3 separate regions of the Mus musculus genome follow, and regions 1 and 3 are each linked to region 2. Evidence: chromatin contacts called from public HiChIP or PLAC-seq data. All regions are on one chromosome and are shown on one strand. The core of a region is the stretch at or near the end of the contact, and the rest is flanking DNA. Distances in the headings are between cores, read along the strand shown. Region 1 overlaps 4930552P12Rik (RIKEN cDNA 4930552P12 gene). Region 2 overlaps Tcf7l2 (transcription factor 7 like 2, T cell specific, HMG box). Region 3 overlaps Vti1a (vesicle transport through interaction with t-SNAREs 1A).

Region 1 (4,165 bases), core at 1,590-4,089, 210 kb after region 2:
AGGCAGGAGAAAGCTTTGCTCTGGAGTTTCAGGTGTGCCCTGACCAGATGCCACTGGCCATGGGAGCCATGGGACAGCTAGCTTTAAGTAGCACCCATGGGATTGGGTATGCATGCACCGGTTGTCCTAACTTGGAAGTATTGACAGAAACCTGGATAACTGTGAGTGATTAATGAAGGTGTGGGTACGTGGTGCTCATTGACACAGAGGGTCTGTCTGACTTCCTGGGTTGTCGCTAGAGATGGCTATCCGGCCTCCTGAGGGTCCCATTTCTTAGGCTGCTCATCTTAGATAAAGGGTTCTTGGCATTTTAAGTATTTCAACTCAGTTTTGCTTTGAACAGGAAATGTGTGCTGGAGGTTGTCTATTCTACTATGAAGAAGGTCCTTTGGTCCCTGAGACTCCCTGGTAGCCATCAAATGACTATAGGTCCTTTCCCAGGTCCTTTCTGGGTGCCAGGTCCCCATGTGCTGCCTGCCTGCCTTGGGAGTAGAAGGGGAGGCTTGGACTTCTTGGCAGGGGTGGATGTGGGTGTGTTTTCACCTCAGGCCCGAGGGTGAGTCTGTCCCCTTAAGGGTAGCTAGCCAGAGCGAACAGCTTCAACTGTGCCACCGGGTGGTTTAGAGGTATGGTTAGCAAATGTCTTAGCATCTCTGAGGCAAGACTTTACAGTTGTAGTGAGTCCTAGGATCCTGACCTTAATTTCCCAGAGAACAGGGCACAGGGGTTGGATTCAGACTTCCGGCCCTGACTCCCCGTCCTCCACCAGCCACAGGCGATCCTCCCTTCCCTCCCAACCTCCAGCCTCAGGCAGCTGCACTCTATCAGGATGCAATCTAAATGCAGTCTTAAAGACCTTGAAGGTGGGCCAATGGTGAGTTCAAGGCCAACCTGGGCTCCCGTCGTGATCCCCTGCTTTTGAAAAGAGGAAGGAGTGGGGAGATAGCTCAGCCAATAAAGCAAGAGGACTTGAGTATTGTAACCCCAAGCAAGAACTGACATAAAAAAGCCAAGCACGGCGGTCCACTTGTATTCCTGAGATGGCGGATCCCTGGGCTTGGTGGCAGGCAGCAAGCCTAGCTGAACTGTCGATTCCAGGTCAGTGAGAGATCTTGTCTCAAAAATCCAGGTAGAGGCTGGGGAGATGGCTCAGCCATTAAGAGCGCTGTTGCTCTTGCAGAGGATCCCAGATTCAGGTTCTAGCCCCCACACAGTACTTCACAACTATCCAGAACTTCAGTTGTAAGGGATCTTCTCACCCCCGCGGGTACCAGGCACACAGGCAAACCACTCAATCACAAAAAATAAGATAAACACACCTAAAACCCAAAACAAGGCAGAAGGTAGTTCAAAAGACAGCATTCATCTCTGACCTCCACAAACACAGGTATACTTATGTACCTGTACACACGTGAACACACACGTGTATGTGCAACACTCACACAAATACCAACTGCAAATATTTGCAGAGTTCGAAATTCCCCAAATTTTACTCGAGCATTATCTGTGGCTGGGAATTATCTACACATCCCCAAGGACGAAGCTGAGACAATCCTGGTTGCTCTGTGTCCCCAATACTCAGAAACTGCCTCCTGGCAAGCCATGCCGACTGCAGCTTTCCAAGACAAGGCCTCCCACTTTGCACACCAGCAAACTGAGGCTCAGAGCGAAAAGTCACTGAAGTGCTCCGTGTCAGGTGGCTGAAGCAGGACCAGAAGCCCAGACTGGTGAGGTAAAGGCGCCCCCAGCTAGCCTAGCTGTGATTCTGATTCATATGAGAAGAGCCCACTCATCCTGCCAGGGAACCAGGCAGATGGGGAACAGCACTCAAACGGGTCCTGAATGAGACAAAGTGGAGGTGTCACCCTTGTCTGTGGACCTCCCCTCCTTCCCAGGTTCCTGATGTCTTCCCTCCGGTAGCAGCTTTTCTGGAAGTGTTATTCACCTGGAGAGCCGACCCTGAGAATATTTGGAGTCAAGGAGTTACATGAGCATGCTGGCGTCCACACATCAGCCTGATGCCACGGGTCCCCTGCCAGCTTTGAGGTCCCATCTTTCCAGAGTCAACTGCATTCCGTGGGAGGATTGGGGGGGGGTGCACGTATGGGGGAGGGGGTGCGCGTGCGCGCATGGCCCTTTTTGTTTTGTTTTACTTGGGTTCGGTTCTGGAGATGGGAGTCAGGCCCAAAGGCTTGCACCAGCAGGCTTTTTACTGATGGAGCGGGCTCCTCAACCTTGGCGTTCCATTTTGCAGTAGAAACCTGACCCTGTTCTCAGTTAAGAGATGAAGACACAGAGGCATACCCACTGCCTGATTCCAATCTTGAAGCTTGTGCTTATGTCACCAACTGAGAAGGGACATACTGTCACAGCAGGGAGCTGAGAGTATGGGGGTGGGAGGGGAGCGCAGCCGAAGTTCCATTGTATCACAGCGGGGCGGGGGGGAGGGGGGGCGTGAGGCACGAGACCGATACTGGGACTCCCGAGATAGCCTTTCTATTCTTGGTTCTGCAATGAGCTTGCTGTGTGCCCTTGGGCAGATCAGTTCCTCTCTCTAACGCCCAGTTTCCTCATTTTCTACAGCCAAATGCAGAATCTTAATGGCTTTCCCTTTCGGTTCGACAAGCCCAGAGCTCTAGCCTGGGTGCGGGCTGTGTGTGAAGAAATAGGAGTCTTGGTTTCGTTTTGTAACCTGGGCCCCTCCAGTGCCTACCAGCTGGGGCTGGGAACAGGACCAACATTCATTGACAAATGAAGGTGAGTTTCAGAGAGGCAGCCTGGGCTGTCACAAAACTCTGACAGAAGAAGTGCAGTGCTGGGGAAACCCCAGGCTTCTGTAAGCCAAGGCTCTGATTGGTGCACAGCGTTTGCTCTTCCTTCAGACCAAGGCCTCCAGCCAGTTCCCAAGCCATTAGCTGCTGGTTTTGATCAATGGCAATAGCATAAACAACAAATAAGTCCATTCGCTGGCAATTTCAGTCATTTGTGGCATTTAATTAGCATAATTGACCCAAACTGGAACTTTTCCTTCCACCTGAATTTAAAAATACATCCCCACTAACCCTCAGTACATCTGAGAAAAATTTCTTCTTCTTTTTTTTTAATGAGGCTTTAACTAAAGCCCAATATCAAAACACTATATAATACTTTTATCTCATCGAAGACATTTGATGCTTATTAAAATATTACTGCTTTAAGGCTTATTTTTTTTTTTTTTTTTTTTTTTTGCCCAAGAGTGTGTGCAGAGCCTCACTCCTCAGATAATAACAAAGAAATCTTAAACATGAAAAACACACATGAAAGGTAATATGTTCCCCGTTAGTCTCAGTATCATTTCCCCAGGATTTATTACTTTCCAAATATAGCATTAGCTTAAAACTAAAAGGCCGTTTACAGTAATGGGACACTTGGTACTACTTTGGAGCATGTGGGCTCTCCCAGGGCCTTGTACAACGGCTTCATTAAGCGGGGAACTGTGGGGGAGAACGGCTGGGTTAAAAAAAAAAAAAAAGAATCCCAGCATGTCTCCTCCAAGGCCCCCCAGATAGGCCACCTACCCTGACCCAAGGCCCGTGTCTAACAAGCTCTTAATTCCGCTTTCAGAACTGCTCTTTCACGCGTTGTTTCTTCCAGAGATGAAAACATTTTCGAAGCTGACAGGCCATCAATTGGGTGCCACCCGGGAAGAGAAGCCATGGTCTGCAGCTCTGCTTCCTGGCCCCACCACCAGGAGAATATGGGACTGCCAGCCACACCCAATGGGCCGCCCTAGGTTTGGGAGGTCTCTTTTTATCCTGAGAGAAGGCTTGGGAGCAGTTACGAAAGCGACGAGCCTACCGGCTTGGACACGGAGCAGCGATTGCTTGGCTTGTTGGGTATGGCTGAGGCCTGTATACAGTTGGATGACCTAAGTTATGGAAGGACAGAGTAGTCATGTACACAGAAGGGCCCTCTTGAGTGGCAGCTAGGGCCACTGTAATTTTGTCCCATGGGGTAGCCTGGGTCAAGCTCTCACTGGAAACTGCCAGTCAGCCGAGGGACCCTGAGGAGACTCACATTATCTGTTTGCTGTTTAGGTCCAGCAGTGAAGGCCCCTACTGATTTGGGGAACCAGCCTCCTGGCGCTTCCTAAATGCCCTGTTTTGAGAAGTTCCACAGAGTGAGG
Region 2 (4,091 bases), core at 587-3,086:
TACAAAGCAAAATGCGAATCCCAGAAGACAGTATAAAAGTATTCTTCAGTTTTGACTCGGTGTTGTTATGCTGTTTGTTTGTATGTTTGTTTGTTTGTTTTTTCATTTGTGTGGATGAGTGTATCCATGCATGTGTCTGCACAGGGGTGTGGAACCAATGGGTCGGCCTTGGGTGTCTTTGCTAAGGAGCTATCCACCTCATTTTTTTTTTTTTTTTTTTTTTTTTTTGAGACAGAATCTCTCACTGGGACCAGGACTCACATTTAGGCTAGGCTGGCTGGTCAGCAAGTCTAGCACCTCGTCTCCATCTCCCAAACCCTGGGGTTGTACAAGCACACGCTATCATGCCCAGCTTCTTACTTGGGACCAAACTCAGGTCCTGATGCCTGTGCAGCATGCACTGTAGCCACACATTCGTCTCCCAGACCCTGATACCATACCTCGTGGGTAGGGTGAGCTTTAGTAATCTGGAAGTGGCAAGATAACTTGGGTTTGGGTCCTTCTTTTTCTTTCTTTCTTTCTTTCTTTCTTTCTTTCTTTCTTTCTTTCTCTCTCTCTCTCTCTCTCTCTCTCTCTCTCTCTCTCTCTCTCTCTCTCTCTCTTCCTTCCTTCCTTCCTTCTTTCCTTCCTTTCTTTTTTTAAAGAAGAATGTTAGGTAAGGAGGAAGCTAATTTGTCAGGAATAAAAATAGACTTCTTTGCTGTCCCTCTCCACATACACACCCACACACTCACTCTTTATATTCTTGCTCATGCTAAAACAAAACACAGCTCAGAAGGAACAGAGCTGTGCACTCAGTAAGACAACTGGGCATGGTGGTGCACACCTGGAATCCCAGCACCCAGGAGCAAGATTGGGAGTTCAAGGCCATCCTCGGGTAAATACCAACTCCGAGTCAAGCCTGGGTTGTGGGACCCTGTCTTAAAAATAAAACAAGCGAGCAATCAAACAAAACAAGGTAATAAGACTACTCAGTCAACCATGTAGCTGCCCAATAAACCCTTATATTAAGGTGGGGCTTTTCTGCTGCCCTGCTTCTGCCCTGAGGATACTTCTTTGTGTTTCTGGCCCAGGGGTAAGGGCACAGAACTGCCTAAGGAGCAACATAGCAACTCCTGCCCAGCCAGGACAACCCAGACTACATCCAGGTGCCTTCTGTTGAACACAACCCCCGACCCCACTGGAAAACCACTGAGTACCAGTCTGAGAGTTTTCGCATGCCCAGGGCTGATGCACACCCTGGCTAGCAAAGACTTGGGTCTTGGGTCACTGCAGCAGTCGGCAGCAAGCCTCCAACCTTCAAGCTCATATCCAAACTGCCAATGGAAATCAGGAAACCCAAACACTAGGGCGATGGAGTAAACAGGCCAGGGCCCACCCACCTCTCAAGTCACACAACTCCAAGTGTCCTTAATGATGGGAATTACAAGGTCTGTAGCCACAGGATTAGCAATAACAGGGACATCAGGCCTAGAGAAGGAACCAGGGGAGACTCCAGGTATGCCCTGGCCTCTTTGAAACCCACAGCTTTCCAAGTCTGCCCATCTGTAACAACAATGAACAAAACCTCCAACACTCTCCTTTCTAGAGGGAAGTGAGGTGAGGCTGAGGGGAGCAACGTTGGCAAAGGGCGGTATTTTTATCTCTGGTCTTTTTAAAGGAAGGATCCAAAGTACAAAATAATAAACCCAAGCCCAAGTCTAACTCATAAATCCAGACTGTTCTGCATAAAGTCAGTCCAAGTGTCTAAAAGGTCCAAGACGACGGCCATGCCCAGGGAAGAGAGGAGCTGGCACCGGCTACCATGCTGACCTTTGGCGCATGAGTCAGCTGCCGACCTCCCTCTCTCTGCCAAGGGTACACACGCCTCTGTAGAGCAGAAGGCCAGCCCAAAGAGGTAGATGTGAAGATGACGTGGATGTGGGATACACAGACCCTAGACTCAGGGCACAGCTCCAGAGCCTCCCTTCCAAAGAATAAACATCCCAGCACAGCAGCACCATTCCTGGGGTGGGGCTTGCCTTCTGGACACGGTGCCAGCCACTCACACCAGAAATGGCCTGGGCCACAGGAATGGCAGTGGACATCAGGGCTTGGCAGACTGGCAGGGTGTCTGTGTCTAGGCTAACAGGATGGGAGGTGAAGGCGAAGCCCGGGAGGAAGCAGTTGCAGCGTTGAGAGTCCGGAATGGCCTCTGCTTGCTCAAACGAGAACATCTGTGATCACCAGAACCCAGGCTTATGGGTTTGACGGGTTACCATGGTAACCCTTCTGTCAGGCACCCAGGAAGAAAGGAAGCCGAACTGTCCTTGTGGTCACAAGTGCAAACTGAAACGATGGCTTGCTTGAAAGCAGAGACACCCCTAGCCCCACCGGTCTGCTTCTCATGCCTGTGATTCCTCTGTCCAACAGTGTTCTAGTACAGGGTGGTTTCTCTAACCCAGGGGCCAGGTTCATCACTTGGCACTAACACCCAAATTTATTAAATTTCATATTTTTACCTAGACACTCAAAAAGCTATCGTACCCAATACCATAACCATTATGGTGTACGTAGGAAATCAAATTGCTTCTTCTTTTTTTCCCCTAGAAGTTGAGCATTCGTGCATGTATATATGCATGTTCTGATGTGCGTGGATGTACATGTGTGCACACAGAGGTGGAGTAGAGAAGTTGACGTCAGGTGTCTGTTCTGATCAATCGCTACCTCATACACCGAGGCAGGGTCTCTACTTTGAATCCAGAGCTTTCTAATTCATCTAGGACAGCTAGCCAGCTTGCTCTAGAGATCTTTTGCTTATGAGTCTCTCGCTGCCAGGGCTGCTGATGGGCCACCTGCATGCGTGCTGGGAACCTAAACTCTGGGACTCATGCTCGAAAGGCAAGCACTTTATCCCCTGAGCCATCTCCCCAGCCCTCACCCCCAATATCTCACACAAGTTTTCCAAATACGAGTGAGTGTGCTGGTTCCCTTTATATATGTAGTGTGAAAGCAATTACATAATTAAAAAAGCACTTCCTGGTATGTTCACAGCCAGTTATCAGAGTATGTGAATAGGCGTCTCCTTGGGGAACGGTGCTGTGGTATATAGGCATGATTTTCCTCTGGCATCCACAGCCATGCCAGCGCCTGACCTATAGGGACCCACTTTCCTTAGAGGGGCTCCCTAGATCCTGCCTGCAACACCTGCCTGATGGGGGATGGTGCCATGTCTACTATCAGGATTCCCAGCCTGCCAGGCTAACCAGGATGAATTTCCGCAGCACAGGCCCAAGGGCTTGGTGGCAGCTAGCTCATACCCACCCAAGCACCCAGCTGTCTCTAGCTCAGCTCAGTATCAGTTCAGGCACCAGCAGAATTTGGGCGGGTGCCCAGTTCCAACACGGATAACATTCCCTACTGCTAATGCTCAGAGAGGAAAGGTATGATTCCTCCCTCCAGAGTGTGAACTGCAAAAGGGAGTGGAGAGATAAAGGCTTGAACAGGGGAGAGTTCCTGCAAAGCCCCTGGGGTGGCTTCTGCATGGGAGAATCTGCACACTGCACAAGTACACTAACATGGGAGAAGGTGGGTATCATGCTTTCTGCCCCAGTGAAGCCCTGAGGCCAGAGCTCCCTGCGAGTGTGAGTGGCCACAGTGGACAGATGCGGTGGTGGAGGCATGTTCCGCCCCAGCAGAAGCTCTGACACTAATTCCCACTCATTCTAATACCTGCTGGGCCCACTTTCTGCCTTCTGCCATCAAGGAGAGGAAAGTAAAAGGACAGTGGCTTCCAGAAATCCAGGACTAGGAGGCCAGTTCAGACAGATGCCCATCAAACCCCCCACTTCGCTAAGTGGAAGGCACTGAAACATTGACTACCCCTGCTGCCTCCTACGAGTCACCTATGGCTGGGATTATTGTGCCAAATGGGGAGCGCACACTAAGGGGCGCTCGGGCTGATGGATAGGTTGAGTCAGTCGGTGTTCTAAAACTGAGTGTGCTCATGGCAAGTATCACTACTCCCAAGGAGACCCAGGCCACAACAGATCAGACACTTTACACTGGTAAACAGATGAGTAACATCTCAACAAAGCTTGCATGAACACATC
Region 3 (4,168 bases), core at 635-3,134, 230 kb after region 2:
TCTTCCTGACAGGTTACAAAATGATCACCATTTGCTGACACGTCTTCCGCAAAGCTGCCTGAGTAGCCATGTCCGCTCCTCTCGCAGAGATGAATGGTGTGCTCTGTCCTCATTTATCATAGGAGGCTCTGTGAAGAAGCTGTCTTGTTTATTTCTTCTTGTCCCTAGAAAGCCTGTGCCCGGCACTAATTCTTCTGTGATGACAGCTAATTCAGACTTAACAGGCCATATTTACCCAGGGAGGCAGGAAGGAGTCTCTGTCCCACTCAGTAAGTAAATAAGAATAGGATTCCAGTTTATTAAAGTGAAGCTAATTAGGAACGCTGGCTGGACCTACTTAGGCATCCTCTAACATTCAAGTTGGTTTTTCTCCTTTTCTCTGGGAGGGAGACAAGTCTTTGGAATGGTCCCCTCAGCTCCCATTATGCCGAGGTCACTGTTCAAACCTCTGTTTACCCCACGTGTCAGATTTACAAAACAAATCAGGAAACCGAATCTCAGCAGTAAAGCAGATTCAAAGCATGAAACTTAAGGTTCTGCCCTAGTGACCTGACACGGTGTGTGACTCTCAGTGTGGTAGTGTGTCCCACCCACAGTGTGGGATGAGGGCCGCAAGTGTCCGATGGACAGGCAGGATGGGTAACTATGGACGTCACTAGTTGAGTCTGGAACATGGTAATAGAGTAAGCACACCGGAGTCCCCAAGTCCCCTGGCTTGTGCAGCCATGTCCACTGGCATCCTTGTCACCACGCCCCTGCGGCTCTGATGGATCTATTTGTAGTGACCGTGTAGAATTCATCTCTGAAGCTTGGACATTATGCTTTAGGTGTGGCTGGCACGTGGGAGCGGGGCAGAGAACTAACTTTCCAGGGACTGTGACGACCGAGCACGGCCTTGGTCGGTATAATCCTCCCATGCTGGGAAGAAGGCAGAAGAGATCCGGGCAAATTCCCTTGGCACGAAATGTAAGAGTAGGGAAGGATGGAGGTCAAAGTTGAAACGAGCCCTAAAGATGGAGCCACACGCTACAGTGACTCCTGAGAGCAGCCCTGGCTCTTCTCCCAGAAGGAAGAGGAATGACTGGCCACCCGGGCCAGTGTGCGCCGGTGGTGGAAGACATTAGTGCTACTACAAAAAGGGATGCCAGACATTTGAGATGAAGGGCAGAGGGCAGAAGGAATTAGAACACCCAGAGACCAGGCCGCCAGCCTAGATTTGGACTGTGAAGTGCTTCAGCAAATGTGTCTCTCTAGGGACAGAAAATGACCCGCCTGAGTGGACAGGGCTGACCCAGAAGGGAGAGGGGACATAACGGCTGGCAGTGGCAGACCCTAGCTGAAGAAGCTTGGGGAACAGCCGCTGCCCACTGCTGTTGGCCAATCCTGGTCACTCTGGGCAACAGAACTGAATGCACACTTGTAGAGTTGGGAGGAATCAGAAAAGCCGGCCAGGTCAAGGAACTCTGCTAGTGAGCCAGAAAAGAACTCTGGGGGCAGCCCCAAGTAACTTGCTGTTAACTCTGGGTAAGGGGCCTTGATGTTTCACCAGGCCAGCAGCAAACAGTCTTAATATCCCTCTTGAAAATGCAAAGTGTGTTTACCCAGTAAATAATTTAAGAAAGAGTATACACTTGAAAGAAGACGTCCACGGAACCAGCCAGGCTAAATCGCCTCCAGGCAGAAACCCGTGCATCTGCACGCTGCATTTTATCAAGTGAGCACACTGTGGCTTTAAAAGAATGCAGAGGCAAATTAAAAGGAATGTGGCCCGAAACATCAAGAATTCTCCAAGTTTACATTATGAATCACAGTGCTGTTGATAGAAGACGAATTAACCATTTACTTTGAGGTTAAACTCACACAGTATTATTGAAAACACTGATCCTTCTGTTGGAACCCGGGGAGCAGTTAATCTTCCATTGCCCGTCTCCTCCCCTTCTGGAAACTGCTCCTGTGTGTGGCATGCAGAATTACAGAAGGCTGGTTCACGTGAAGGAGGCAGGTGGCTCCCTCATCTCCTCCTGCGTGAGGGGCATTGGGGACCGTACCACCGAGGGCACTCTTCAGGGAGCTTCTGGAGATGTCCAGCACTCACTGCCCTGACCTAGTCCTTGGTGGTGTGCATTGGCATGGGCACGTGGTTGACTTTCGGTGCTCTATCCTCTAGTGGGCTTCCTATCCCCATATTTAGATGTAGAGCCTGAACCTTCCAGAGACTGCAGAGACAGGACACGGGACCTGCACCCCATTGCTATCACCTGGACGGTCACTGCCCCGTGGCCTCTCCTGGGTCCACAGAATATTTGTTCAAAGGTGATAGGTGTGGGGATTGTTTGTTACTGCAGTATGACAACTGCTCCTCTCAGTCAAGGGGAGGGGCCGCCTAGGTGCAGTGAAGTGTGGGGTGCACATGGCCCAGCAGCCATGGTCTAACTATGGCTTGTAACGCCTTCCTGGATTGGATAGCATGGATTGTTTTTTAAATATTTCACGCTACGCCTGGTGATTCAATTATTGTTTCTTTATCTTCAAAGGTTGGTTTTTTTAAATACAGATATTAAAATCACATTTGTTCATTTACATGTTTGTTTACTTGTGTGCACGCCAGTGTCCGTGTGGAGCCCAGAGGACTTGTCTCTTTTCTTTCACTGTACAGCTTTCAGCCAAACTCAAACTCATAGGCTTAGTGGCTGGCACTTCTACTTGCCCAGTCACCTTGCCAGCCCAAAGCTGGGCTCGTTTTGCATCCACTCAGTCACGGATCTTCACCTGGAAGGGCAGGGAGCTTCTTCAGCAGAGGCGGCTGCATGTTCGTGGGCAATGGTGTCTATGAGCACTTGGCAAGCTGCTCGGCCACTGCATCTGGACAGGCACAGGTAAGGGTCGTCTGCAGCATCCCATGCTGCCCTGGCTCCAAAGGTGGAGGTGTGACCTAAGCCAGACTGGCCAGTGTGCTCACTCTATTTCCCTGGCTACAGTGACTGAAGCCAGCTAGCAGCCATTTTCTTTGCATGAGGAAGTCAGCCTAAGAAACAAGCTTGGCCATGGAAGAGCAGACAATTAGGACCCCGCCCTGAAAGCATGATCAACCTCTATAGCAAGCCACCCTTCCTTTGAACTTTGATTAATATGAGAAAATAAATTAACTTCATTTTTTCAATACTGCCTGATTTGGGTCCTATATTATTTGTAACCAAAGAGCACTTCGGGTTGAGTCACAGAGCTTCCTCACCGGGGCTTTGATCTATGGCGCCCTCTAATAAGGGCTTCCGGACTGGGCCAGCTCAAGCTTGGATTTCCCTGCTCTTTGCTTCCCACTATGCTAACCACACAGGTGTCTGATTTTCTGTTTCTGTGAAGTTTTCTCCGGTAGAAAGTGGCCCTTCCACAGCCCGAATCTCTTTTATCTTTTGTATCTCTCGGACATAGAGCTTGGTAGAGATGTTAAAAAAAAAAAGAGTGTGTTGGTGGTGTAGGCAACCAAAGATCCAGCTACTTGGGAATCTGAGGCAGGCGGTCAAGGTCATGTGCGCCAAAGGGCCTGAGGATTGAGGTCACCTGGGAGACAGCCTGTGACCTTGAAGGGGTTCTTGCACACAAGCACAGCATAAGGCTTAGCTACTGGCCACTGTCTAGTAAGGATGACGGCAGCGCCCTTGCTTGTACACAAGGGTTGGCACAGCTTGCACCTTCCCTTGAGCCTGCCTTGGGGGTGGGCTCCGTCTTGGTTCACAGGCAAGTCCTACCAATTAAAACTCTCTGTTTCTTGCACAAACAAGTGTTCGAAAGCTGGCCTGACACCCAAACCACAAAGCCTGCTGGGGATTTCCCTAGAGAACCAAGGGAAAAAGTCTAGTCCCTCTCTACTGGGTCTGATTGCAGGGACAATGGTGGCCTACTGAAGATGATTCTAACCGTAGTGCTGGAGAGGAGCATGTCTCCTGCCAGTGGACCACAGGGTCAACAGACAAAGAGAAAGAAATGAAGACATCGTGTCAATTCCGGGTCTGTCTGTGAGCCCCACACCTGAAGGGTCACACTTAAACTTATCATTATAGACAAGTTCTTTTGATGTAGTTAACTTTCGTTGGAGATTTTCACCTCCAACCGTACTGATTGGACAGTGTCTCCCCCTCCCCCCAAAGTCAGCTCACCCGAAAGCTCATGA

What was found. HiChIP or PLAC-seq counts read pairs in DNA pulled down with a chosen protein or histone mark.
Region 1: a contact with region 2 is called in a FOXA1 HiChIP or PLAC-seq map of pancreatic cancer cells. The contact joins two enhancer-like sites. A contact is called at or near these places in 7 of 484 Hi-C or Micro-C datasets (B cells, CD4 T cells, bone marrow-derived macrophages and 4 more), 2 of 115 datasets of contacts at active chromatin or transcription factors (bone marrow-derived macrophages and pancreatic cancer cells) and 1 of 9 other capture datasets (embryonic stem cells).
Region 3: an HNF4G HiChIP or PLAC-seq map of pancreatic cancer cells shows a contact between it and region 2. The contact joins two enhancer-like sites. A contact is called at or near these places in 3 of 484 Hi-C or Micro-C datasets (B cells, bone marrow-derived macrophages and hematopoietic stem and progenitor cells) and 2 of 115 datasets of contacts at active chromatin or transcription factors (acute myeloid leukemia and pancreatic cancer cells).

The regions. Positions count from the first base shown.
Region 1 is chr19:55,642,020-55,646,184 of GRCm38.p6, reverse strand. 4930552P12Rik (RIKEN cDNA 4930552P12 gene) reads left to right here. Exons shown (of 4, transcript NR_045318.1): 3 at 2,584-2,757; 4 at 3,634-4,165. Among named protein-coding and RNA genes, the nearest start is that of Gm41871, 57 kb to the left of the region's middle. Within about 2 kb of position 2,839, at least 219 of the 459 cell types and tissues checked have an H3K27ac peak or open chromatin away from gene starts, as enhancers often do. A contact at or near this core is called in pancreatic cancer cells, where this site is marked.
Region 2 is chr19:55,849,841-55,853,931 of GRCm38.p6, reverse strand. The region is part of intron 5 of Tcf7l2 (transcription factor 7 like 2, T cell specific, HMG box); the gene reads right to left. Among named protein-coding and RNA genes, the nearest start is that of Gm52391, 86 kb to the left of the region's middle. Within about 2 kb of position 1,836, at least 59 of the 459 cell types and tissues checked have an H3K27ac peak or open chromatin away from gene starts, as enhancers often do. A contact at or near this core is called in pancreatic cancer cells, where this site is marked.
Region 3 is chr19:55,618,382-55,622,549 of GRCm38.p6, reverse strand. The region is part of intron 7 of Vti1a (vesicle transport through interaction with t-SNAREs 1A); the gene reads right to left. Among named protein-coding and RNA genes, the nearest start is that of Gm41871, 81 kb to the left of the region's middle. Within about 2 kb of position 1,884, at least 40 of the 459 cell types and tissues checked have an H3K27ac peak or open chromatin away from gene starts, as enhancers often do. A contact at or near this core is called in pancreatic cancer cells, where this site is marked.